5 separate regions of the Mus musculus genome follow, and regions 2, 3, 4 and 5 are each linked to region 1. The links are chromatin contacts, called in public Hi-C, HiChIP or PLAC-seq and promoter capture Hi-C maps. All regions are on one chromosome and are shown on one strand. The core of a region is the stretch at or near the end of the contact, and the rest is flanking DNA. Distances in the headings are between cores, read along the strand shown. Region 1 holds the start of Ufm1 (ubiquitin-fold modifier 1). Region 2 overlaps Gm30735 (a long non-coding RNA gene). Region 3 has its middle 100 kb from the start of Gm31026. Region 4 holds the start of Frem2 (Fras1 related extracellular matrix protein 2). Region 5 has its middle 71 kb from the start of Gm31026.

What was found. Promoter capture Hi-C pulls out the DNA fragments that hold promoters and counts their contacts. HiChIP or PLAC-seq counts read pairs in DNA pulled down with a chosen protein or histone mark. A called contact is a pair of places that touch in the nucleus more often than the background predicts.
Region 2: a contact with region 1 is called in a Hi-C map of cardiomyocytes, with 2.0 times the contacts expected there. The contact joins the enhancer-like site here to the promoter of Ufm1 in region 1. A contact is called at or near these places in 1 of 39 promoter capture datasets (hippocampal neurons), 1 of 15 datasets of contacts at CTCF or cohesin (pro-B cells), 13 of 484 Hi-C or Micro-C datasets (the 63-12 cell line, the AtT-20 cell line, cardiomyocytes and 8 more), 5 of 115 datasets of contacts at active chromatin or transcription factors (embryonic forebrain, embryonic stem cells, forebrain and 2 more) and 1 of 9 other capture datasets (pancreatic islet).
Region 3: a contact with region 1 is called in a promoter capture Hi-C map of hippocampal neurons, with 2.5 times the contacts expected there. The contact joins the enhancer-like site here to the promoter of Ufm1 in region 1. A contact is called at or near these places in 3 of 39 promoter capture datasets (the C10 cell line, hippocampal neurons and pre-B cells), 3 of 484 Hi-C or Micro-C datasets (B cells, olfactory sensory neurons and uterus) and 1 of 115 datasets of contacts at active chromatin or transcription factors (large pre-B cells).
Region 4: a Hi-C map of Sertoli cells shows a contact between it and region 1, with 5 times the contacts expected there. The contact joins the promoter of Frem2 here to the promoter of Ufm1 in region 1. A contact is called at or near these places in 1 of 39 promoter capture datasets (cranial neural crest), 6 of 484 Hi-C or Micro-C datasets (Sertoli cells and embryonic stem cells), 2 of 115 datasets of contacts at active chromatin or transcription factors (both in embryonic stem cells) and 1 of 9 other capture datasets (pancreatic islet).
Region 5: a RAD21 HiChIP or PLAC-seq map of pro-B cells shows a contact between it and region 1, with 4 times the contacts expected there. The contact joins the enhancer-like site here to the promoter of Ufm1 in region 1. A contact is called at or near these places in 4 of 39 promoter capture datasets (the C10 cell line, hippocampal neurons and pre-B cells), 2 of 15 datasets of contacts at CTCF or cohesin (large pre-B cells and pro-B cells), 7 of 484 Hi-C or Micro-C datasets (B cells, cerebral cortex, conventional dendritic cells and 2 more), 2 of 115 datasets of contacts at active chromatin or transcription factors (large pre-B cells and pro-B cells) and 1 of 9 other capture datasets (pancreatic islet).

Annotation. Positions count from the first base shown.
Region 1 is chr3:53,861,455-53,865,774 of GRCm38.p6, reverse strand. Ufm1 (ubiquitin-fold modifier 1) reads left to right here and starts at 1,968. Exons shown (of 6, transcript NM_026435.5): 1 at 1,968-2,026; 2 at 2,105-2,161. The coding sequence starts at 2,025.
Region 2 is chr3:53,733,339-53,738,110 of GRCm38.p6, reverse strand. Gm30735 (a long non-coding RNA gene) reads right to left here. Exons shown (of 5, transcript XR_867291.2): 5 at 345-4,772. Among named protein-coding and RNA genes, the nearest start is that of Gm30735, 33 kb to the right of the region's middle. Within about 2 kb of position 2,735, at least 9 of the 459 cell types and tissues checked have an H3K27ac peak or open chromatin away from gene starts, as enhancers often do. A contact at or near this core is called in cardiomyocytes and cortical neurons, where this site is marked.
Region 3 is chr3:54,025,577-54,030,118 of GRCm38.p6, reverse strand. It overlaps the pseudogene Gm18018. Among named protein-coding and RNA genes, the nearest start is that of Gm31026, 100 kb to the right of the region's middle. Within about 2 kb of position 2,563, at least 9 of the 459 cell types and tissues checked have an H3K27ac peak or open chromatin away from gene starts, as enhancers often do. A contact at or near this core is called in hippocampal neurons and uterus, where this site is marked.
Region 4 is chr3:53,655,545-53,660,297 of GRCm38.p6, reverse strand. Frem2 (Fras1 related extracellular matrix protein 2) reads left to right here and starts at 2,943. Exons shown (of 24, transcript NM_172862.3): 1 at 2,943-4,753. The coding sequence starts at 3,214.
Region 5 is chr3:53,993,054-53,997,945 of GRCm38.p6, reverse strand. No RefSeq gene overlaps it. Among named protein-coding and RNA genes, the nearest start is that of Gm31026, 71 kb to the right of the region's middle. Within about 2 kb of position 2,190, at least 5 of the 459 cell types and tissues checked have an H3K27ac peak or open chromatin away from gene starts, as enhancers often do. A contact at or near this core is called in pro-B cells, where this site is marked.

The sequences.
Region 1 (4,320 bases), core at 719-3,218:
AAACTCTGAACAAAGTAAGTTTGTTGACTATTCATGCCCACTTGAGTGGCAGGAGGGCTGTCCCTGCCATGCTCACAGACTTCTTCTTAAGCCCTTTCCCCAGAGATGGGGCAGGCCTGGCACCTACACTTCCCTACTGGGCTTAGCTGCCAATCCCAACGCTGAGGAAGAATAGCTAGGAGCCCTACTACAAGGGAAAACAAACAAACAAACAAACAAAAACCCTCCACCAATTCCTGAGCTCGCCCAAAGATCAGACCATGTATTTCCTCCAATCCCAGGCCACCCCGGAAATCTCTGTCCCCATCTCACCCCTCAGGAAACGCTATACCAACCCCATGTTTTGCCGGGTTTTCTGCTGCTTGTCTGTTTCTCATCCTAGCAGAGGCAGCCACCCTCCTGGGTTCTCCCCTCCCAATGAATCTCCCGGGTGAAGTGTGTTGTGTAGTGTGACTTTGTGGTATTCCTTGGCTCTGGACTGCCAGGACGACTTTCCATCCAAGACTTATGGTGTCCTTTTCAGCGTTGTGTCACATAGTTCCATACTTGAGCAGATACAAATTTTATTTAAAATATATGTGTATTCTTAGAAACAAACCAAAATTTGTATTCTAACTTTGTGTTATTTCAATAGATGGCACGGGTAGACAGGTAATTTTGTCTTCAGAGACAAGACTTTAGTCATACACATTAACTATGTAGTTTTAGCTGTTAGAAGATACAGGCCTTGATATCCATATCTACAAGTCAGTATATGTCTCTTGGATTCACTACATGGCATACAGCAGGAGAATATTGGAGTGCTACTTACAGTCAGCACCAGAATTCTCACCTTTGGGAGAAAACATTATAGACCATTATAGAAAACATTACAGGAAAGATGAGATGTAGTTCCAATGTTCTTAAGGGAGCTTCTAATCTATCAGGATTTCTCATGAAGAATCCACCTGTCATTCTAAAGTTTGACTGGGTCTCCTCTTGGTTCAGTGCCTATTTCTGGCTTCATCAACTTACTGCAGTATATATTTTTTAAAGGTATAGTTATTGTGAGATGGAATGCTTATCTTGGCGTTTACATTGTGATAAAGATGAAAGACAGCTTTCCCCTCTCACGATAGAAATCCAACCGACTGACAGATGCTAAAGGACTTATGCCTGATTGCTTGGGATCACAGCCTTTGGTTATGTCTGGTGTACACAGTGAGCTCAGCCTTTAGTTTAGTGCCTGCTGTACACAAGGTTCATTGGTCAGCTGAACAAATGTACCTGATTGGCAACCTTGCATTAGAGTTAAAGTCTATTTGGACACATCAAGAACAACGGGATATAGTAATGATTTTTTTTTCCCTCCAAAACCTGCTAGTGCTAGGATACAATTTTTTCTTCTGGGCCCTAACAGGAATCTCAGCATAATTCTATCGTGATAACTTTCTTTTGAAATTATTAAAAAGTCTGTAGTGAAGTGTGAAGTATGTGAAGAAAACTATAAGGTTAATACGGATGGAAATCGTATTATCAGAAATGCTAGAAAGATCAAAGAACGTTGTTAGTTAAAGCAACTGAGTCCAGCTTCTCTAGTATCTATCTGTGCCGGCTGCTAGGTTGCTTAGCAACTCCGCAACGCTTCCTCATCCGCCCGGACCTTGAGTCCCGGCCCCAGTTCCGCCGCCACGTCCGGCTTCGACTCAGTCCCTACTTCCGCCGTAACCAGCCAGTGGGGACCTAGCGGCCGCTCTGTTTGACATCCCTTATATTGCCTGACTAAAAATGTGTCAGTGAACTACCAAAAGTAGAAACATATCCTCTCTCTACCATTTACACTTCAACTTGATACAGACACACTCAGAATGAAATGTCTAACTGTGGGCTATCGGCCTTCTGTAGCCTGTGAGCTCCGACACAATTTTCAGGCGCTGTGTGGATAGCCGCGCTGGAGGGCGACGTGGGCCGCGAAGGCCCCCGCTGCCGGCCATCAAGGAAGCGCGGCGGGCGGCTGGGCGCGGTGTGTGTCAGGCGGTTCCACCATGTAAGTATCCGTCCCTGTGTCCCGGCCTTAACCCCGTGGCCGGTCCCGACCGTAACGCCTTCTCGTTCTCTCCGGCAGGTCGAAGGTGTCCTTTAAAATCACGTTGACGTCGGACCCGCGGCTGCCGTACAAAGTGTGAGTGACAGGCAGGGCTGGAGCTGGCCGGGCCTGGCGGGACAGAGGGGGACAGGAGGAAGGGTGCGGCATTTCTGCTGAAAGCCAGTGGCCCCTCGCAACGCTCTGGGTGGGCAGGTGCAACGGGAAGAAGGTTGGACGAGGATGGAACCCGTTTACTTGATTTAAAGGTCTTTACCTGGACCAGCTGTTACCGGAAGTTAGGGAGGACTTCCCAAGTCTGGACTTTTGACAGGTCCGACCCGAACACTCTTAACTTCAGTTTTTTTGCTTTGTTGTGTATAAACACAACGACTGGGTGCCTAGGTGCTGAACTCCCAGTCACACACACTTGGATCTTTATAAAAAGTGCTTAGCGGGATTGGGAAATGGGGGTGTAGGACCTTGTGTCCTTGTTGGGCCCTTCCTTGTGCTTCAGCAGTTCAGTTGATGGCTAACACAGGTTACCCAGCTCCATCTTAGTATGATTTTTAAGTTGACCCCTTTTGAGTTCCTGCAGCTGGAAGACCTATGCTAACCTGCGACAGACCAGGGTTTCCATAGATTTCATTCATGACGGGTTTGGTGGCACCAAGGCCCAGCTAACTGAGCTGAGAGCAGCTGTCATCGTTTTCTGAAGTTTCCCACCCGTGATCCATTCAGCCTCGTGGCCTGTGGTTCCCTTATCTTTCCATGTCTAAAATGGTCTACGTATCCCTCGTCTCTCCCGTAAGGGCTCATTCTAAACGGTTGTCTTCAGATGGCTGTATTCTCTTCCTCTGGATGATGTACCGCAGTGTGCCTTCAACAATAAAAGTTAAAAGTTTTCTGTCACTTTTGCCTCCCTAGTGCCATACCCACTCATTTCGTGTGCAGACGAAAGTCTGTAGTCTAGGTTTTTTTTGTTGTTTTTTGTTTTTTTTTTTTAAAGATCGTTTCTTTGCTAACTCCCAGGAATCTGATAGCCACCTCTCTGATAGCTTGGAATATTTTGCTTGGTGAAAAACCAAATTTATGTTCTCTGCACTTAACTCTGTTCCTGAAGAAATTACAATAGTGCTGATGAGTTTTATGTGAAACCCTCATAACTGGCACTCGACTGTGCTCCCCTAAATTTTCTCATTTTCCTATCCACAGAAAGTATTTTTGTCTTATTTCAAAATTTCCACAGCTCCTTTTCCCACCATTCAAAAGAAATCAGAGGGGACGCCTCTCACTTTTATGGAATGCCCGTAAACATCTCCCATGCCTTTACAAGAAAGCACATAGCTACTGTTGGGAAAGCCCCTTTCTACAGTCTTCCTGCTTTGTTCTACTGAGGATTAGGTTATTAATTAACATTTGGAAGGAAAAATGCTAGCACAAAAAATTCATCTGCGCTTCTGAGAAGAGAAATCCAGGCTTAGCCCTACAAATGTTATATGACATCGATGTTTTATGTGTTGACAAATAGAAACGTTTTCTCTGCTAGAGAGGTGTCTGGTTTTTGTACTTAATTAACACTGCCTTTAACATTTTTATTTTAAAACGTTAGACGAGAAGCAATAAAATAGACCAAGGCTATAGAAAAGTTGGCCTTGCTGACAGATCTCCTCCTGGGCATACTAGCACACCTATAATCCCAGCATTTGTGAGGCAAAGGCAAGCTAATTCTCTGGGTTGGAGGCTAGCGTCTTAAAGACACAGTGTCTTTAAGAAGAGAGAGAGAGGGTTCATCTAAGTGTCTGTCTGCCCATGGTCTGCACTTTTACCAACCTGGGTGGAGCCATGGCTTGGTGGTTTATTATATGGAAGTCTATAACATTTGTCTTCACAAACTAGAAGAGGATGTCAGATCTCATTACAGATGGTTGTGAGCCACCATGTGGTTGCTGGGATTTGAACTCAAGACCTTTGGAAGAGCAGTCAGTGTTCTTACCCGCTGAGCCATCTCACCAGCCAGGTGAGATGGTTTGTTAAGAGCACAGCTACTTTTGCAGAGGACCCAGGTTCAATTCCTAGCACCCACATTCCTAGCTCACAACTGGCAATGACTCCAGTTCCTAAGGATCTGATGCCCTCTTCTGGCTTCTATCAGCCCCTCTACACATGTGTACACACAGAAGCAGGCACATATACACATAACATACAATAAGCCTAAACACATGGAAACATGAAAAGAAAGAGAAGGTGGAGCTCTG
Region 2 (4,772 bases), core at 1,486-3,985, 130 kb after region 1:
GTAGCCCCAGGCTGAATTTGGGTTCAGTGTGATTGTGATTGCTGGAACAGCCTCTGTGGCTGTTCCATATTGTAACTCAGAAGAAAATGAAAGAAAGACAAACGTGTGACCCCCCCCACCCGCCCCTTGACATGCAGCGTCCCTTTATTCGGTCTTCTGTGATGGCCTACTTGATAATCTTACCAATTTACCAGGCACTGATTAGTAAGCTAACATATGATAATTTTTATAGAGAGAAAAGACAGATTGACACACACACACAAAATGATTCTACCAAACTGGTTAACACTTCAGAAAAATACTGGTATTAATCTTTCTCAAGGAACACACACAATTTCAAATTATTTGATATTTAGGATTTTATAGTAATATCATTTTTCTGACTCCAAATAAAATGTGTTACTGAAAAACAGTAAATATGAAATATTAAATCAAGATCATTATAACATCATTAAAGAGCATACCAATAATTAATATTTTGTATTTTCGTATGTATACAGACAGTTGCATGTTTATACAAAGAACTGTACCAGGTATAAACATTGAAGGTAAACATAGATAAATATGTATGTATATCGGTGTCTGGATATATATAACACAGGCTCAAAGCATGAAACAACTCAGATATTTAGATTAGGCAAATGCAGACAGAGACACCAAGTCTGAGCTCTGGGGACTGAGTTGGATTAATGTGTTCTGGATAAGAGCTGTCTGTGTGCTACAGTCTTGGAGGCACTCAAAGCACAGCTGGACAATCGATTAGTTTTGTCTTTTCAAGGCTCAAAGTTCATAGGATCTTATCTTCCATCTCTGGTTTACACGAACACCCAAAAGAGCAAATAGATCCACGTGTTCATTCATTTAACATGTTATTCATAATTCTAGGATTTTCCTTAGAAGACATATTCCACCAGTGTGTTCTGGGATCTAAATAAGCATGCTTTTCTCAAAATAGTAGGCAGCTGGTCAGGAAAACGGTTGGGAGTTGAACCTTCCTCTCTGGTAATCAGTGAAGGGCCCATGGTCAAAGCCGAGACACGAGGGTGCTGTCTGTGACTCCTGTTGCTCTCAGCGATCACAAGTTCTTATCTCTACCCCGTACTCCGTCTCTGCCATGTGCTTTCTTTATATCTGTTTTCACTTCCCTTAAGTCTGTGCCTGTTAATTGTCCCTAATAGGAGTCTAATACCAAGTGATCACATAGAAGAATCAGGGGTTATGTGTGAGTTAGACAATTATCTCAGAGAGAGAGAGAGAGAGAGAGAGAGAGCGCTGCCCACCAGCATGACGCCATTAGCATTACTCTGAGAGGGAGAAATTGGAAATGTTTGTTTTTACACAATAGCTATGCACTGCTTTTCACATGGATGACAGTTCATATTAATCCACTCACAAAAAAAATGTGTTTTTAATTTACTGATGTTTCTCCTCTTTAAGATAATATAAGAATTTAGCAGTGCTGCAAAGGGTACCGTATGAGATAAATTTAAACAAAGTTAAGAGGAAATAGCTACCATCAAGAATTTGATTCATAGGTTGGTTTGTAATGTGTTTATCTGGAAGTCTTATTAGTAGGAAAAAAAAAAACAAACTCTGAAGTATTTCTCCAAGAAAGTCACTTACTAAAAATATATTAATATTATTTAATGTACTCATAAGAAGAGAGAATGCACGGAGGGAAGCCATCAGATCTGTGAAGCATTCAGCCTGTCCATCTAAGGGTCTGATTTCCTGGGAATAATAGTAAAATTACAGACAAGACATTGTTTTATGACTGAACAAGACGCCTCTAGGTTAGATATATATAAACCTCCTCAGAGCTTCCCAGGCTGCTGGTTGTGGGGTATGTTGTGAAACTAGGAGCCTTCGCAGCTACTTTGGAAGAATAGTAAGTAGACTTAGAAAGTGTGTTGCCCAGGCTGCTTATAGTTCCATGTCAGCTGAGGGGATGATTGTGTGTGTGTGACTTCTCTGTTCCCTTTGCCTGCACAAACCCGGAGCTAAACCCTCAAGCCCACACCTAATGACCCTGTCCTTATGGGAGGGAAATAATCAGACTTTTCCTTCCATGAACTTCAGGCTACCTCAGAGGTACCAGTGGCCAGAAGACCCCAGAGCGCAACACCCAAAGCTCTTCATCAAACCTGAATTCTGTAAGTTTTCCTGATAGATGAGACCATGTAAACGATATAGTATGTTATACATATGTGTATGTGTATATGTGTATGTATGTATGTGTGTGTGTGTATGTGTGTGTGTGTGTGTGTGTGTGTGTATACGTGTATGGGTACATGTATGTGTATGGGTATGGGTATGTGTATGTGTATGTGTATGTGTATGTGTATGTGTATGTGTATGTGTATATGTATATGTATATGTATATGTATATGCATATGCATATGCATATGCATATGCATGCCACATCCAGCCTGGTTTATCATTCCTTTATCTCTTTTAGTTTTTGCATTAAGGGCCCAGTGGTAACATCTTAACATTGATTGTCAGTGACATCAAAATCTCAGCTTTGGCTGTAGAAATCAATGTCTTTATTGCCTTTTTAGTTGGCTTTTATAAATATTTCACGAACTTTCATATAGCTAGGCTGCCTGCCATTTAAAAAAAAAAAAAAAGGTATTCATGATGTTAGCCTGGAATAGGTCTTTAAACCCATTCGTTAAGGTTCGAGTAGCAGGGAGAACAAAGAAGCCTCATTTCAATAAACCTGTAGCTCTGAATACTGAAGACATAGTGCCATCTGGTGGGAGAAAGGAATTCAGGGGGCAATGCTCCAGGAGAGAGAACTGGGGTGGGATGCCAGGCAAAGAGGAAAAATCATTTCCTAACCTCAGGTTCCAGTATGTGGGTGACAGTGATGGGGGTGTGGGGAGAGGTGGTGTAGGGGGCATCTCAGCGGCTGTCATGATGTCACCATAGAGAGAAAGTCACCTTTTTCACACCGATAGCCGTCCCCTTGTAACTCAACAGCTACCTGATAGGTGTCATTCAAAGTGCTGAGATCACCAGTTTAAATAGAGCAGATGAAGGGAATAGGGGACATAGCTCAGCAGTGAAGAGCACTCGCTGCTCTTCTGGAAGACACAAGTTCAGTTCCCTGAACACGGGATGGACAGCTCTATGGCTGTTACAGATGGACATCTGTAACTCTAACTCCTGGGGATCTGACCTCGTCATCGGAACCTTCTGGAATCATTGGAGATGCATTGTAAATAGGTATTCCAAGTTTGTAGTAATAAGTCTCCTATCGTCACTGTCTCTATTCCTTCTACCCTGACATGGTGACTCTTTTTGCAAGTATCCAATGATTCCCAAAGGTTCCTGGGATGGACACCATGTCTTTCTTTAATGTACCAGTCAGACTGCTAGTGCATGCTGGCATTGCATTTCACAAAGCTTACAAGAGTGCTCTCAGTTTCTCCTAACCATAAAAGGCAGGGAGGAATCCAGAATTACCTATTACCCATCAGGGCCCAGAATGTAATGGCAGTGACAACTGATTGAGCAAGCAGAGTTCAGACAAGGACACGGATGCCATTCTCCACTAGATCAGGATCCAAAAATGGACTCAGAAATATCAGTAACTCCAAAGATAATGTGTCCTACTACAGCCTCAGATGCAAATAGCGAAGCCCGAATAGGAGATGCGTCTTTCTCAACAGTGTGAGATTAACATTAGCCTGGGAATGCATCTGTATTTTCAGTCCTGGCTAGTCAACTTCAACACAACTTCATGTGTTTGTAACCAAAACCCAATTTAGTTAGCTAGGTTTCCACTAGTCAAGCAGCCAACTTTTGATCAATCATGGCTACCAGTCTGTCACCTCACCTAAGGATTAAGCAAAAGCTTTGTCCCGCCCGGGGGCCCAAACAAGGTACTGCAGAGCTGTGGCACTCAAACTCGTTCTCTACGGTACTCTGTGTCTAGGCTACAGGAACAGTTGTTCACAACTCTGGGCATGATTCTTCCTCTGGTTCGAGAGATTGCCAGCTTCTTCTGCTATCTGTGCTATAAGAACTGATTCTCGAGAACATTCATCCTGCACACCCGGGGGGAGAGGGGGCGGCGTGTGTGTGTTGTGTGTGTGTGTGTGTGTGTGTGTGTGTGTGTGTGTGTGTAAGTTGGCTTCCGACCTGCAGCCTTCTGTTGTGAGTACTAAGCATGAAGCAATTGCTCTAGGACATTCTTCTGTATTAGTCAGGGTTCTCTAGAGTCACAGAATTTATGGAATGAATCCATATATACCAATGGGCCGCTGAGAATGGAAAGTCCAAGCATCTGGTAGTTGCTCAGCCCCACAAGGCTGATTGTCTCGGCTGGTCTTCAGGATAAGCTGGGATCCTGAAGAAGTGGTCCCCAATGGATATGCTGGCAAAGGGAATGCAAGCAGGCAAAGAAAAGCAAACCCTTCCTTCTTCATTGCCCTTATGTAGGCCTCCTGCAGAAGATTTGGCCCACATTAAAGCCGTGCCTGAAGATCTGGCTGGATTAAAGGTGTGCGTCATCTCACCTCAAGATTTAGATCACAAACTTGGTGTCTTCCCGCCTCAAGATCCAGATCAAAGGTGTGTTTTCTCCCCGACTCAAGATCTGGATCAGAGGTGTGCCCTCCATTTCTGGATTGTAGTTCATGCCAGACAGCGTCAAGTTGACAACCGAAAATAGCCATCACTCACCCCAAGAGAGTATTATCCTCATATTCTGTGGTCATGAGTTGAAAGAAATTTTACTTAAAAACAAGAAAGCTTGATTCCTT
Region 3 (4,542 bases), core at 1,314-3,813, 160 kb before region 1:
TACAATCCGCCCCACTCTGGCCTGGGAGTTCCTAGTACATTCATCATTATACTCTGGGACCAGGAACACACACACATGGCGTCTTTAAACTGGCATCCTTCGGATTTTGGGTGACTTTTCTGATATGTGTACCCATAGGTGTTATGGGTGTGCTTAAAGCAAACAAGGAAGATTTGAATTTCTTGATTTGCATGAATTTTTTAGGCTTTTCTGGGCCATGAGAGTAGCTAACCATCTTCACAGGTCACCTCAGGTGCTCATAAGAAGAGCTAGCTCTCCTCCTGTACCACATTCTTTATTCCTAAAAAATACTACAGACCGAATATCAGAACTAACTACCATGCTACTGGTGGCCCAGGAGTAAAGGTTACCCCCCCCCAAACCATCTAGTTCACTATCTTCAATCTCTCACATCCTCATTGTGGTTGTACCTTGGCAAAAAATCATTTGGTCAATAAGCGCAAACATGGGCCTCAGGTCGAGTTCTATACCTTAATATTGTTACCATATTTTGGGATGTCAAGCTGTATTCAGGGGCTTGCTATGTCCACCTGGAGCTCTCTCACTCACTCCAAACTGTTTTTGCAGACGAAAACAAGTGAAATATACAATCACTATACTTTAGCTGAAGAAACTATTAGGAAAGTTAATACTGAGAAGTCAATCATTGTGTGATAGAACACCTTTTATGAGCTTTAGATCACCCAATCTTCATGTTAATAGATCTTTCAAATAAGAAAGCTGAGGTGGATTGGCCTTAAGTCATTTAAGGACAAAATTCTCAGGAGGGATTGGTTGAGGTCCAACTTGGGTCACCTGTCTCAAGGGTTTTACTTCTGCACCATACGTTATTTCCGATATTGAAGTAAGCAGGGCTGACACCCAGAGGCCCATCTTAAATGCAGGAGCAGAAGAGGGCTCAGCTGTTTGCTTTGAACTCAGTTTATATAGCTAAGGGCCAGTGACAAAATCAGAATGACCATAAAGAATTTATGCCTGTGGCTGTACGCCAAGCACAGTGCATTTCAGACAAGCAATATCATTGGGTGCTACATGAACATCTCACCTGATTGCTTCCAAGTTACACCTCTGTGCAAAAGATCTGAGCTGATTAATACCACAATTCTCTTCGCTTCAGTATGTTGAAATATCACAGTCTTGCATGACCTTACAGGGATGATGTCACGAATCCAGCCTATGACCCATGGATCTGAACTCTTAGCTGAGACTCTCCTATAGTCTCCTATATAGAGTGTTCCCCTAGAACATTAAGTTAATGGGAAGGGGACATGGGTTTGCCATCTTCATTCTTGTTCTCCTAATGTTCCAAGAACAGCCTAGAGAAGAGTGTATATTATTATATCTTACTTTATGTGTATGGATGTGTTAAATGCATGTGTGTGCTGGTGTATGCATGTGAGCATACACATATGTACAGGTGTTGACACCAGAGGTCAACACTAGATGTCTTCCTCATCACTCTCTACATTTGTTTGAGACAGGGTCTCTCACTAAATGCTGTCTTAACCATCTGGTCAGTGAACACCTGAGATCTGTTTGTGTCTGCCCTCCCCAACTTGCACCCCAACACTGGGGTACAGAAATGAGCCACCACACACTGATTTTCACATGAGTGCTGGGATCCATACTCGGTCTTCATGCCTTTGCAGCAGTCTTCAGTCACCAGGATATCTCCCTACTCCAACAGCTCTAGATTGTATTTAATAGGAAATATCGGATAAATGCAGGAACTCTTCACGTGAAATGGGTGAAGTAAATCACACAACATGCTCTTCTACCTGGTCACACAAATGACAAAAATAAACGGGGGGGGGGGAGCTTCAGCCACTCCAGCAAAATTTTTAAGTCTACAGTATTTCTGAACCCTCCAGGGATAGCTGGCCCTGCTTGCATTCCCAGTCCAGTCACAGAACAGATCATCGAAGGTGCCACATCTGGATGAGATTGATAGCATCCTGTCGTCTCCCAGGAGCAAACTCGCCAGCTCTTTCCTGCCTTCTACAATCCCTCTGAAGAAAATTGTTCAGAAAGCAGATGGAAAGTATTGTTGAGCAAGAAAGCCCCATCACCTCCTACCCACATTTCCTCCTCTCTCATCCTCTGGGTGACAGTTGGCACCGAGAGAAGCTCATTAAAATAATAAACACGCCTTTTCATTAAATCAAGTACAGATCATAGACTATAAAATGGGAATACTCTGTAACATGTCTTCCTGTGTTTGGATTGCTTAACCAAGTGGGTCCCAAAGATATCACAGAGATAAAAAGATGCTGTCTTCCCAAGTCTTTAAAAACTGATAGAGAAAACGGGCTCAGAAATGTTGTCTTAGAAGAAAATCATAGGTCAGGATCCAAGTAGTTAATAACTCTGTGGGTGAAGGCGCGGGCAGCATGGGGTATTAAAATGTTGGGGTCGGGGCAGATGTAAGGTCCAGGAGTGAACAAGCAGTAGTTCTTGTTGTGGCACAGGGCCTGGGGGAGGGAAGAACTGCAGTCACTCTCGGTGGAAACAGATGAGGTCACACTCCAGGCACTCCAGAGTCTGAAACAGCTGATACTAGAGCCTCATGTCTGGTGAGATGCAGTCATGACTCCCACAACACCAGCAAGTAGAAGGCACTCACTGAACACTACCAACCTCTTTGGGATGTTCATGTTGGCCTTTGTGAGCTTCAAAAAAGGGTATATTTTCCAAGAATAACTTTGCACATGTAATTGTGTATACTGCTAGTAATGGCTATGATTAAACCAGGCTCACAGGTCAGTCCTGTCCTGCATTTGTCCTCTATTCCAGAAGTAAAGAAGGCAACACATTTAGCATACTCCTTTATATTTACAGAAAGATGCTTTATTTTTACCACAAATCCCACCTTTTTCTCAGGTTTTTTCCCTGCCCCTGATGCAGGACAAACACATTCACCCTTTATGAGGTAGTTTTATACTGTGTTTGTAGACAGACGTAAGAGACATTGATTTCATAAAGCTTTTGTTTGTGTTCTTGCCTGTTAGAAGAAAAATACTACATCAACCTCAATTTTCTCACAAGAAGTTTAAATTCAATCCTTTCTAGAAAGAATGAATCCACAAGCCTAAATTTTTGTGTAGGTACAGTTTTTGCCCTGAAATGCATGGCCATGACGTGCTTATGGTTTTCACAGGCATTCTGACACCAGCACTTTGACACTAAGACAAGGGCAACCTACTGCTTGGTAAGCGTTCCTTAGAGCATGCAGACCCACAGATATTTCATAAAGATCTTCTCTCACCCACTTTTCCTTATGCTGAATTCATAAGAATTGTCTATTATTTCTTTTACAATATGAAATCTGGAGATTGGGTAATTATTTTCGATACATTTCCCGTGTGTGAGATGCTCAGGAAAATGGTTTTCCTGTACTTAAGTTGTGGAGAAAATGGAGCCTTTTTCCATTTATAATTTTGTAGCACAAATACTTTTGCCTTGAAGGCTAATGATGACTTAGATGTTTTGTCCTCTCAGGGCTGTTTGCAAGTAGAACACTAACCTGAGCTTGCTCCCTTGGGAAACACTGGGGGGAGTCCAGCTGCCTGGTGGAACTGGGGAAGAGGTAACCTCACTTCACTCCGTTTAGCCAAGCTGACAGTGTGCTCTGCAATACGTGGTGGTGAGATACAGAGGTAAAGAGCTTCAGAAGTTTTTGCTTTTGCCAAATTAGATCCACACCGACAATCGTATGTCTACTATTTCATTGGATCCAAAATAGCATCCTACGGAGAAAACAGGCATGCCCATTCTGCAGCAGGAAGTCAAGGCTTCGGCTACTGTGTACATCCCCAAGTGGTTATCAAAGCACAGATGGAATACAACCCACACCAATTACCCCAGCATCTTCCATACCTGCGCATGTTAATTGCTATCCCATGAGGGTGCGAGGCCTATCAAATTAGACTTGCTTAAAGTGTTTCGTTCTCCAAAATTAACTGAGAAGGTAGAGTCTTCTTTTATTAGAGTGGCTTTTTTCTTCAAATCTTATGACACTAACAGGAAGCCTGCAGAAATTAATAATTGTGCCAGCTATCAATCTTCTCATGCATAAAATTCAAAATTTGTTTCTCTGCCTACAGATGAAATGTCATTTTTATCAAAAGCTAATAATATGCACCCACAAGCATGCCTGTCAACACCCATGAGCCAATCGCAATCTGCAAAAGCTAAAACCGAGTGCGGTATTAGGTTCATTTGAATATGGACAGAAAAATCATAGCGCATTCAGATTGTGTTAAATATCAATATAATTCAGTTTTCTGGTGAATGAGAGACTTCACAGAGAGAAGGAGATTCTCGTGCCTGTGTGGAGGCAGGGCTGGGCTACAAACTGTCTTCTCGCTCTTTCCAGACCTTTCCAGTCTCTCCTCTTCAGTTTCCAGTCTGCACCCAAAGTTGTCCCAGGAGTATTCACTTGTTTACCGGAGCCTATCGTGACTCATTCCAGAAAGTACTTGAGTCTATTTTCAAAGAAAATTTTAAGATGAAATATTCTAG
Region 4 (4,753 bases), core at 1,694-4,193, 210 kb after region 1:
TTGGAGGCAAGGAACCTGAAGCCAATCAATCATGGATCCTTAAGGAGGGATGTACAAATTTCTGAAGTGCCTCTGAGACTATTAGAGTCTCAGGATTCAATAGAAGACACAGGAAGAGTGAAGCAAACTCCATAATGAAAAGTAAAATATTCCGATGTTATCAGCTGCTCCCTTAGCCGCAGCCTGGCTTTACATTTCCAGCTGACTATCTTGCCTTCATCTTAAATACCTCCTTTACTTCAGGAAATCCGCTCTTTGATGCTTGACCGTAGGCCGGAAATCTTTCAGGTTTCAACAGCCACTAAAATTAAGTTTGTTGTTTTGAAGAGAGTTTTTGTGTGAATTTTCCAAGATGTGAAAAAAAAAATGCATCCTAAGGGATATTTTGTTTGGATTTGGAAGTAAGAGCTAAAGAATTAAACCTAGATCTAAAAAAAAAGTACTTTTTAACTTATTTCATCACTTTTAAGATAAAGAACATTTTCCTTAAAATGGCATTTCCTTGCTAACTTAAGCAGATATCTTTTAATGTTGAATTGCTATTCAAAACTCTCTGACAAAAATGTAATATATTACCATTTTCAGCAATGATCATCCATATAAAAAATATTTAAGCAACTCTATATTGCTAGCTGTCTGATTAAAAAAGTAAACTAAGATTTTTAATTAAAAAATGTTTCTAAAGAATTATTCCATTACTTCAGTTAAGAAAGGCTAAAATTTAAAGTCACCTAAAAGTCCAGTTTATTGATTTCCTTAGGTTACTTAAAAATAAACTTGAGCCTGTATTTTCTTAGCACAAAACAAAATATTGAACACTACCCTTCAGGCATCTGACCATACTTCAAATACTGATCTTATCACTGCTGGCAAATCAAACATTGTTGGACTTTAAAAGGAAGAAAGGAAAAAGCCTGGAGCCACTGGGAACCATCAGAGGTCAGGCTGTGGCTTTCAGGCAGGCCACACACACACACACACACACACACACACACACACACACACAGAGTAAGGACACTTGGCATCCATTTGACTTCTCTTTCACTAAGTAGGACTTAGAACATGGTACAGAAAGACCTTTATTCTGAAACTGACCATCTACTCCACTTGACATCTTCTTACATACTTGCAAACAGAAACCGGAATATTCTCATGTCTTGGCCATTGGAGTTCCATAAATCAACGTGATAAATCATAAAATTATTACATCAAAGATAATTGGAAACTGGCCAGGAGTTGGATGGGAATTTTCTCATGTGTTTCAAGTACTGGCTGTGTCCTTTCTATTTTTGTCATAAACTGAGACATGTAGTAGGAGTTGAAGACCCCCCCAACAGTACAAAGCACAGAACCCAGAGGAGCTTCTACTAACTAAATACCACCAGTTTGTTTGCATAAATGCCTCACTTTTTTTTCTCAAAAGACTTTTAGAATCTTTCACATCTCATCCTCAGAGGCCAGTGAATTTCTTAGAATAGAATCAGACATTTAACATCAAAATCTAGCAACGAAATTAGGGCTTTGGCCTGAAACACGTGTGACTACATCAGACAGGAGTCAGACTCCTGAGGTAGAGGCTGGCAGGCTGGCTGCAGGAAGGTTTAAAGTGATTGTTCATTTCTTCCTTAAAACGCGTCACACTTAAATCTTACGACTTTCATTTAGACTGAAATTTACAAGGATTCTCAACGCATCCTGTTTCCCAAATTCGGTGTTTTATTGAAGAGAAATAGGCATTATTTCAGGTCCTTCTTTCATAGTCCCTTTTATATTACTGGGGAAAATATTTCGACGTGATAAGCAAGAGTGCCCAGAACCCCATTGAAAGCGACTGGGTTTTGATTGTGAGGGGGTTTGGGTGCAGCGCAGGGAGAGGAATCTGCATACTGAGGAAACCTGACCAACCGACACAAGGGGGCAGGAAGCGCCCAGCCTAGGGTTTCAATCTGGTCTAGCTGAAAAGAGGTTTATCTAAACTCTTCTTTGCCCTCCGGGTATTTATCAATTCTCTCGGCGTGGAAAAAGAAAAACGGGGAAAAAAAGCTATGCTGCTGACAGCTGGGTTTAGCTTGTCCTTCGTCTAAATTCTGCAAGGTGAACTGAGCGTCTGCAGTGACAGCTCTCTAGCTAGGGGTAGTTTAGGACAGCCTGGGGCTACATTCTCTGGAACTTCTCTGGTGGGAGACTGGCGATTCTGATCAGACTGCATTTCTCACACACCCCAAATGCTTCTTTTCACTTTAACTCTGTGAACTTTGACTGCAAAGGAGGGGCTTGATTTAAAAAACAACAACAACCACCGCCACCAATCCGCCGGACAGGGTCCGTTTCGTAAAGCACGGGAAAATCAGCAAGGGCTTGGGTGGGGGTGGGAGTCGGGGCGGGGGTGGGGGCTTGTGGTGGTGACCCTGGTGGGTATTGCACCTGCTCTAGCTAGGTAGGTCTGGCTTTTAATCCCCTGTCTGTTTGAAAATCTCCAGTGCCTTCCCAAACTGCTCTGGGTTCCTTTTCAAACTCAACAACAAGGTGTGTTCAACTTTGTTCTTCACTCCCACCCTGGCTTTGGAAGTTTCGACAAGAGGTGGCCATCCCGGGAGAGATTTCAATGACCAAGGAACGGGACTGAGATGCATTAATAGATGCACTAATCTTTAGACCTGAAGACTTGAGTCCGTAGAGCCGCGCAGGCTGGTGGTTGAGCCGCAGCCCCAGGTCCGGGCAAGCAAGCTCAGGGCGCCCCTCCATTCCAACCAACCTGTTGCACCTCTCTCAGAGCAGCTCTGCGCAGTTTCCCCGCCTGGGAGCTGATTGACAGCAGTCACTACCCAACCCTGGACTCAGGGCCTCCTCCAGCGATCAGCGATTGGTCCCCTGAGAGAATTGGAGTTAGGGGTGCAAAGGGAGAGATTTTCCTCAAAGGACTCAAAGTTCCCGGGACCTGGGACGTAGGGACTCTCCTGACTGCTACACGCCCGGGACGCGCTGGAAGTGTTTAGTGCCTTGGATTGCGGCTCCAAGGAGGGACCGTGCGGTGCATTTGGCCATCCTCCTGGTCCAGCCCTGCCACTGGGAGGGCCCCGCAGGCACCGCGCCGAGTTCCCGGCCCTTCCCACCGTGCTCTCTAGGAGCCTGCAAAGTCTAGCTTTGCATACCCGCCGGGTGAACTGTCGGAACTCTAAGGCCGGCAGCCTGCATACCACAAGGGCTCCCGGGATGGCCAGCCGTGCGCGCAGGACAGCCAAGTTCTCCAGCTTCCAGCCGATACTCGCACAGTCGCCTAGGCTGCTGCTGCTGCTGCTGCTCCTGTCACTGGTAAGCTACGTCTCCACACAGGCTGCTGGCCCCGGTGCAGCACTTCAGTCCCTGGGTCTCTCCGGGACTTCGGGAGTCCCTACAGAGGAAGCTATAGTGGTGGCAAACCGCGGGCTCCGTGTGCCCTTCGGTCGCGAAGTCTGGCTGGATCCGTTGCGTGACTTGGTGCTGCAGGTGCAGCCAGGAGACCGCTGCACAGTGACCGTGTTAGACAACGACGCGCTGGCCCAGCGGCCGGGCCACTTGAGTCCCAAGCGTTTTGCGTGCGACTATGGCCCGGGTGAGGTGCGCTACTCGCACCTGGGTGCTCGCAGCCCTTCCCGCGACCGCGTCCGCCTGCAGCTGCGCTACGATGCTCCAGGAGGGGCGATAGTCCTGCCACTGGCACTAGAGGTGGAAGTGGTCTTCACCCAGCTGGAGATTGTGACTCGGAATTTACCTCTGGTCGTGGAAGAACTGCTAGGGACCAGTAATGCCTTGGACGATCGGAGCTTAGAGTTCGCCTACCAGCCTGAGACCGAGGAGTGCCGCGTGGGCATCTTGTCAGGTCTGAGCGCTTTGCCTCGTTACGGAGAACTCCTTCACTACCCACAGGTCCAGGGAGGGGCCGGAGATAGAGGGACCTCTAAGACCCTTTTGATGGACTGCAAAGCATTCCAGGAGCTGGGAGTCCGCTACCGCCACACAGCCCCCAGCCGCTCGCCTAACAGGGACTGGCTGCCTATGGTGGTCGAGCTGCATTCGCGAGGGGCTCCAGAGGGCAGCCCGGCTCTAAAACGCGAACACTTCCAGGTGCTTGTGAGGATTCGAGGAGGAGCGGAGAACACTGCACCCAAGCCCAGTTTCGTGGCCATGATGATGATGGAGGTGGACCAGTTTGTACTGACTGCTCTCACTCCAGACATGCTAGCAGCCGAGGATGCTGAATCCGACCCAGACCTTTTGATTTTCAACCTCACCTCTGCCTTCCAGCCTGGGCAGGGCTACCTGGTGAGCACGGATGACAGAAGCCTGCCTCTCTCCTCCTTTACACAGCGGGATTTGCGCCTGCTGAAGATTGCCTACCAGCCTCCCTCTGAAGACTCGGATCAGGAGCGTCTGTTTGAACTAGAGCTGGAGATAGTGGACCCTGAAGGAGCAGCCTCAGACCCTTTCGCCTTCATGGTGGTGGTGAAACCCATGAACACACTGGCTCCCGTGGTCACACGAAACACTGGCCTTATTCTCTATGAGGGTCAATATCGGCCGCTCACGGGTCCCATAGGCAGTGGACCCCAGAACTTGGTCATCAGTGATGAAGATGACCTAGAAGCTGTGAGGCTGGAGGTGGTGGCTGGGCTCCGGCATGGCCACCTTGTTATTCTGGGTTCTCCCAGTAGCGACTCTGCTCCCAAGACCTTCACAGTGGCGGAGCTGGCGGCTGGCCAGGTTGTGTATCAGC
Region 5 (4,892 bases), core at 941-3,440, 130 kb before region 1:
GTTTATTTGGGCCCCTTTTTCATTCTAACAGGCTATACATTTTCCCCATTGTCTTTAAGAGCCATTTAGCTGGGTTCAGCTCTTGGTAAGAACCAATACTGTCAATGTTTGGTTAATAGATTTAAACGTAATTGCCCTGACCTCTCCTTAAGCACATAATTACCTAATTAAGAAGAGTAGCAGCTCACTAAGCAGCGAGGAGCTGCAGTCTGTGACTGATGAAGAACCTGCTGTGGTTTGCAGTGAGTTGACTGGAAGGCTATCACACCTGTCCTTAAAAAAAATATCTAGAGATTCTAGTGTCCAAAAGGAACACAACTATCATTTATAACATTAAAATCATGAAATATTTGTCCAAAAATCTTGTATACTTGATTGTAGCTGGGAAGATATTCGATCTTAGGGAAAATGCTTCTCCCTGCTGACAAGTTTTGTTGTTGTTGTTGTTGTTTTGTTTTGTTTGTCAAAGGTGTTGAGAATTGACATTCGGAAGAAATACTGCTGAAAAGGGAAAGAAGGAAAGCACATTGAATGTGGACATTAAGATAATCTCAATCAGAGAAAACAAAATAGTCCCCCAGAAGACATGATTGTTGGTATCATCTACAAAGACACATGAAACTTATATTCAAATACAATGTCATTAATGAATATAAATGACTAGATCTGTTATAAAATGAACATAGAGATCAGGGGTTTGATCAAGAGGAAGAACTAACATATATATTTTTTTAAAGGCAGAAAATTAGAACCCTATGTTACCGTTGAGGGTGAATTATCAAGTAAAGCCACCAGATATTTCTCAGAGAAGAGAAAGACAGGATGGATGCCAATCATCTCAGCTGTGGGCCGGTCGTTTTGAGACAACACCTGGAAACTCCTGGCAGATGCTCATTTTGTCACAGCCCATGTTTTTCTCTGCTTTCCAAAATTCATGGAACTGACATTTAAATGGGACCATGTTGGCAGAGAAAGATGGTAAATATTTAAGATGTAAATGCACAATGATAAGTTAAAATTGACACAAAGATAGATTAAATAATACCTAGCTTCAGACTGGTGGTCCATGAGTTTCCATGTCTAGTAGATTAAGAAGCTATAATAATGTGGAAATTCAGGATTTTCCCTACATGAAATTTGAGGTAAAATTTGATGTCAGCTCATAACAGGCATATTGTAAAACAATCCTCTATTCTCATTTGTAAACTTCAAGCGCTAACCATTCCAGAACTTTCTTCAAATATATCAAGACAGAACTAGCCTCTTTAGTGAAAAAGTTACATCTATAAATAGTAAAATTCAATTTCTATTTTCTCTCCTCATCTAGAATTCCTATTCACCAAACAACTTTCAAAGTTCTGGCCAAATGGAATTATCCTTAGTTGCACTTTTATGCCTCAAAGGAACCAGTCCCCTTAAGATAACATAAATTATAGTCTTGATGCCTCTAAATTTTCTGTCTCTTTGCTCCCTTGATATGTGTTAAACAATAAGAAATTCATATGAAAATCACCGAAATTGACTCTCCCCAGACTGCCTGAGTTGAACTCCACATGATCCCTCTTGCCAGCTATACAGTCTTGGTGCACACACAAAGATGCACATGTGTGCACACACACAACATGTACACACACAATTGTACATGCACGCATTCATGCATACACACATGCACATGTGTACACACAACAGTATTGTATGCACACATATGTGCACACACATCCATGTGTGCATTTCTGTGTACTTGCCTGAATGCACACACATGCACATACACATATAGACAATAATAAGAGTATGATAATCTCTATCATCTAATCTATTTAAAATAATGCATTGTCAACCAGCAAAGATAAAATTAAAGCAAATCAAAGAACAGATGATGATGATGGTGGTTTTGATGACAAGGACAATAAAAGAGAAGAAGAAGAAGAAAAAGAAGAAGAAGAAGAAGAAGAAGAAGAAGAAGGAGGAGGAGGAGGAGGAGGAGGAGGAGGAGGAAGAAGATGAAGAGGAAGAGGAAGAGGAGGAGGAGGAAGAGGAAGAGGAAGAGGAAGAGGAGGAAGAGGAAGGAGAGAAGGAGGTGAAGGAAAGAAGGAGAAGACAATGACAAGACACAGGGTGTTGTATAACCCAGGCTGTCCTGCACCTTACTATGTAGCTGATGATGACCTTGAATTTCTGATCCTCCTACCTCAACCTGCCAAGTGCTTGGATTATAGGCATGTGCCCAGTTTGTGCCCAGTATGGTTCTGAGGTCCTAGCCCAGGGCTTCCTGCATGAGAATAAGCACTCTATCAATTGAACTACATTCCCAGCTAATTTTTGAAGAACAAAAGTAAACTCATAATTTCTTATTAAACATGGATCTAACCAGCTCTGATAGGGTGTTTTAAACGTGGCTAGAGAACCCATTAGGGTCTAGGATGAAGCTGCTCTTACTGGGATAATGTTACTCAGTGTAGTACTGGTAGCTATGGCCTCAGTATTATGATGTAAAGAAAATCCTTCCGTTTTTCACTTCCCCTACCCTACGTTTGCTGTGAACTTTATTGCTCAGTGAGATGGTAGAGGGAGCTACTAAAGACAGCTGCATTTGCTCTTGCTTCTTAATGACCCGAATCCTTCAGAGACAAAAATACAAGTGGGGGCCTCTTGAGATTGCAAGAACAACTTTTCCCGTGATGCAAATTCATGTGGGACAATCCTGAATCGAATATTCTCAGTGTTTGATGGACATGGGAAGAAATGAGATTGACAGCCCATTTGGAAAGAAACAATTCTTCCATAATGGATTTTGGCAAGTTGAAAACAATTTCTGAAAACTGTGGTGACTGAGCCTAATCTTCCCAAAGGATGCTCCCAGAGCTATAACGGGACACATATGTGTTAGTGACTCCTAACTAGCCTCCAGGGGGGTTAGATAAATCTGGAAAATGAATGTTAAATGCACTAAAAACCCTGCAGAAATGGCCCTCTTAGCTCACTTCCTTCAAACATAAATATTACGAGATTTTTGTGACAGACCCCGCTTTTACATCTGAGCTCTGCCCTTCAGAGTCAGTTAATGAACAAAGTTATTAAATTATGACTCTAGTAAAGCAACCTAGCTGTAACGTCTCTAACAAACTGGTCCCATCCCAAATAGACATGGGCAAGCATTTAGTTCCTAATTGGAATTTGTGCAGGTTCTTGATAGGCTGTAACCAGACTGAGAGCTCTGTTAGAATAATTAATTTCGTATCAAAATGAGATGTGTATCTTTTACTACAACACATTATTAAAAGACAACTGGTTCAGCTTCTCCTGGGCACCTCACTGTAATGAGCCTCAGCAGGGAGCCCTAAGGCAATCTTCCTGGCTGACCTTGTCTTTTGAGCAACAAACTGTTCTTTCTCCAGACAAGTTCATCTGTACTGATAGTGGTCTGATTATTTATTTAGAGTCCAATAGATTCCAGTAAACCTGAGAATTCTCAAGCACAAAACAATGAAAACATATGCATCATTGAATGTAGTACTAACAATTTAAGCTTATCTCCGACTAGCTTACAAATAAGTGAGGCCCAGACTATGGTTATTTTATTTGACTTTGACAATTACTGGGGGGTCACCCTAAATCTACTCTTCTAACTGCATGCCTGGCTACCTCCCTAGCAGTGTACCCCAGATACTTGCTCTTTCTCCTGGCTGTGTGGTCATGGTTCCTTTCCCCTCACGGCAACCTCCCCCCTCTCCTGCTCTCCCTCTCTCTCTCTGTCATTATTCTCTTCTAGTCTCTTCTCCAACCAGGTCACTCCAAACCCAACTACCTCTAATCCATCCAGTATAAAATTTAGCATTACAATACATAACCATAGACCAAACCTCAATAAGGAACAATGGTCCCCAAACAAAAAACACAAGTGCCACCACCCTGACACCCTAAGCTGCCCCTTCCCCCAAACAGCTGAGAGCCCAACAAGTTGTCACATTTCCTGGTTTTTAAGGTAGTAAACTCTCTGGTTTTATTTATCTTCCCCCTTTATGTTCCTACAGGAAATTTTCCTGTGAGCATAACAGTCTACGATGCCGACTGCTGCCTTCGGGTTTTGCAGAGCCGCTTATGCATTTGTCTTGGTCTTGCAGTCTTGCCTTTTGTCCAGGGAGGGTGAGCACTTCCTTGTCATTCTGTGGCATTGGTAGCTCTGTCTTATTCTGGGGCTATTGATTCTCTGCAGCTGTCATCAGAACATGGCCATCAGTGACAAGGTTTCAAATCCTAAAAACAACTCAGGGTTACCCCCCTGCATATTCTCAAACACTGAAGCATGTGAATTCTCCCTCGTGAGCTGAGATAAAACGATTTCTGGTATGAAACAGTTACTTAATTTTTATTGCATCTACTGATGCCCCACTTTCTGTAGAGAGAATAAGATTTTTGAACAAATTGCTTATTATTCTGTCTGAAAAAAATCAATATCCTATTTAACCTCCAAACAGAATAAATTAGGGCATATCATTACAAGTGTTTTTAGGTCCCAAGAAGAGCAAAAAGCCATGGTGTTTGTCTCAATTACAATAGTCTTTCTTAAGATGAAGGGGCCGCACATGGAGTGACAGAGCATCTCCTGGACAAGATGTTTCTCAGGTAAGTGATTATCTGCCCTCTTAGTATTTGTTTGTTTGTTTACCTATTTCTTTATTTTCTATGTGTGACTGTTTGCTTACATACACGCACGTGCATGCAGCACATGCCAGCAGTTTCCTCAGAGGCCATAAGAGGTCATCAGATCCTACCGAACTGGAGTTACAGATGGTTATGAACTGCCATGTGGGTGTTTGGGAACTGAATTTAAGTCCTTTGCCAAGACTATCAAGTGTTTTTAACTGCTGAGACATCCTGCCCCTTTGCTTTCT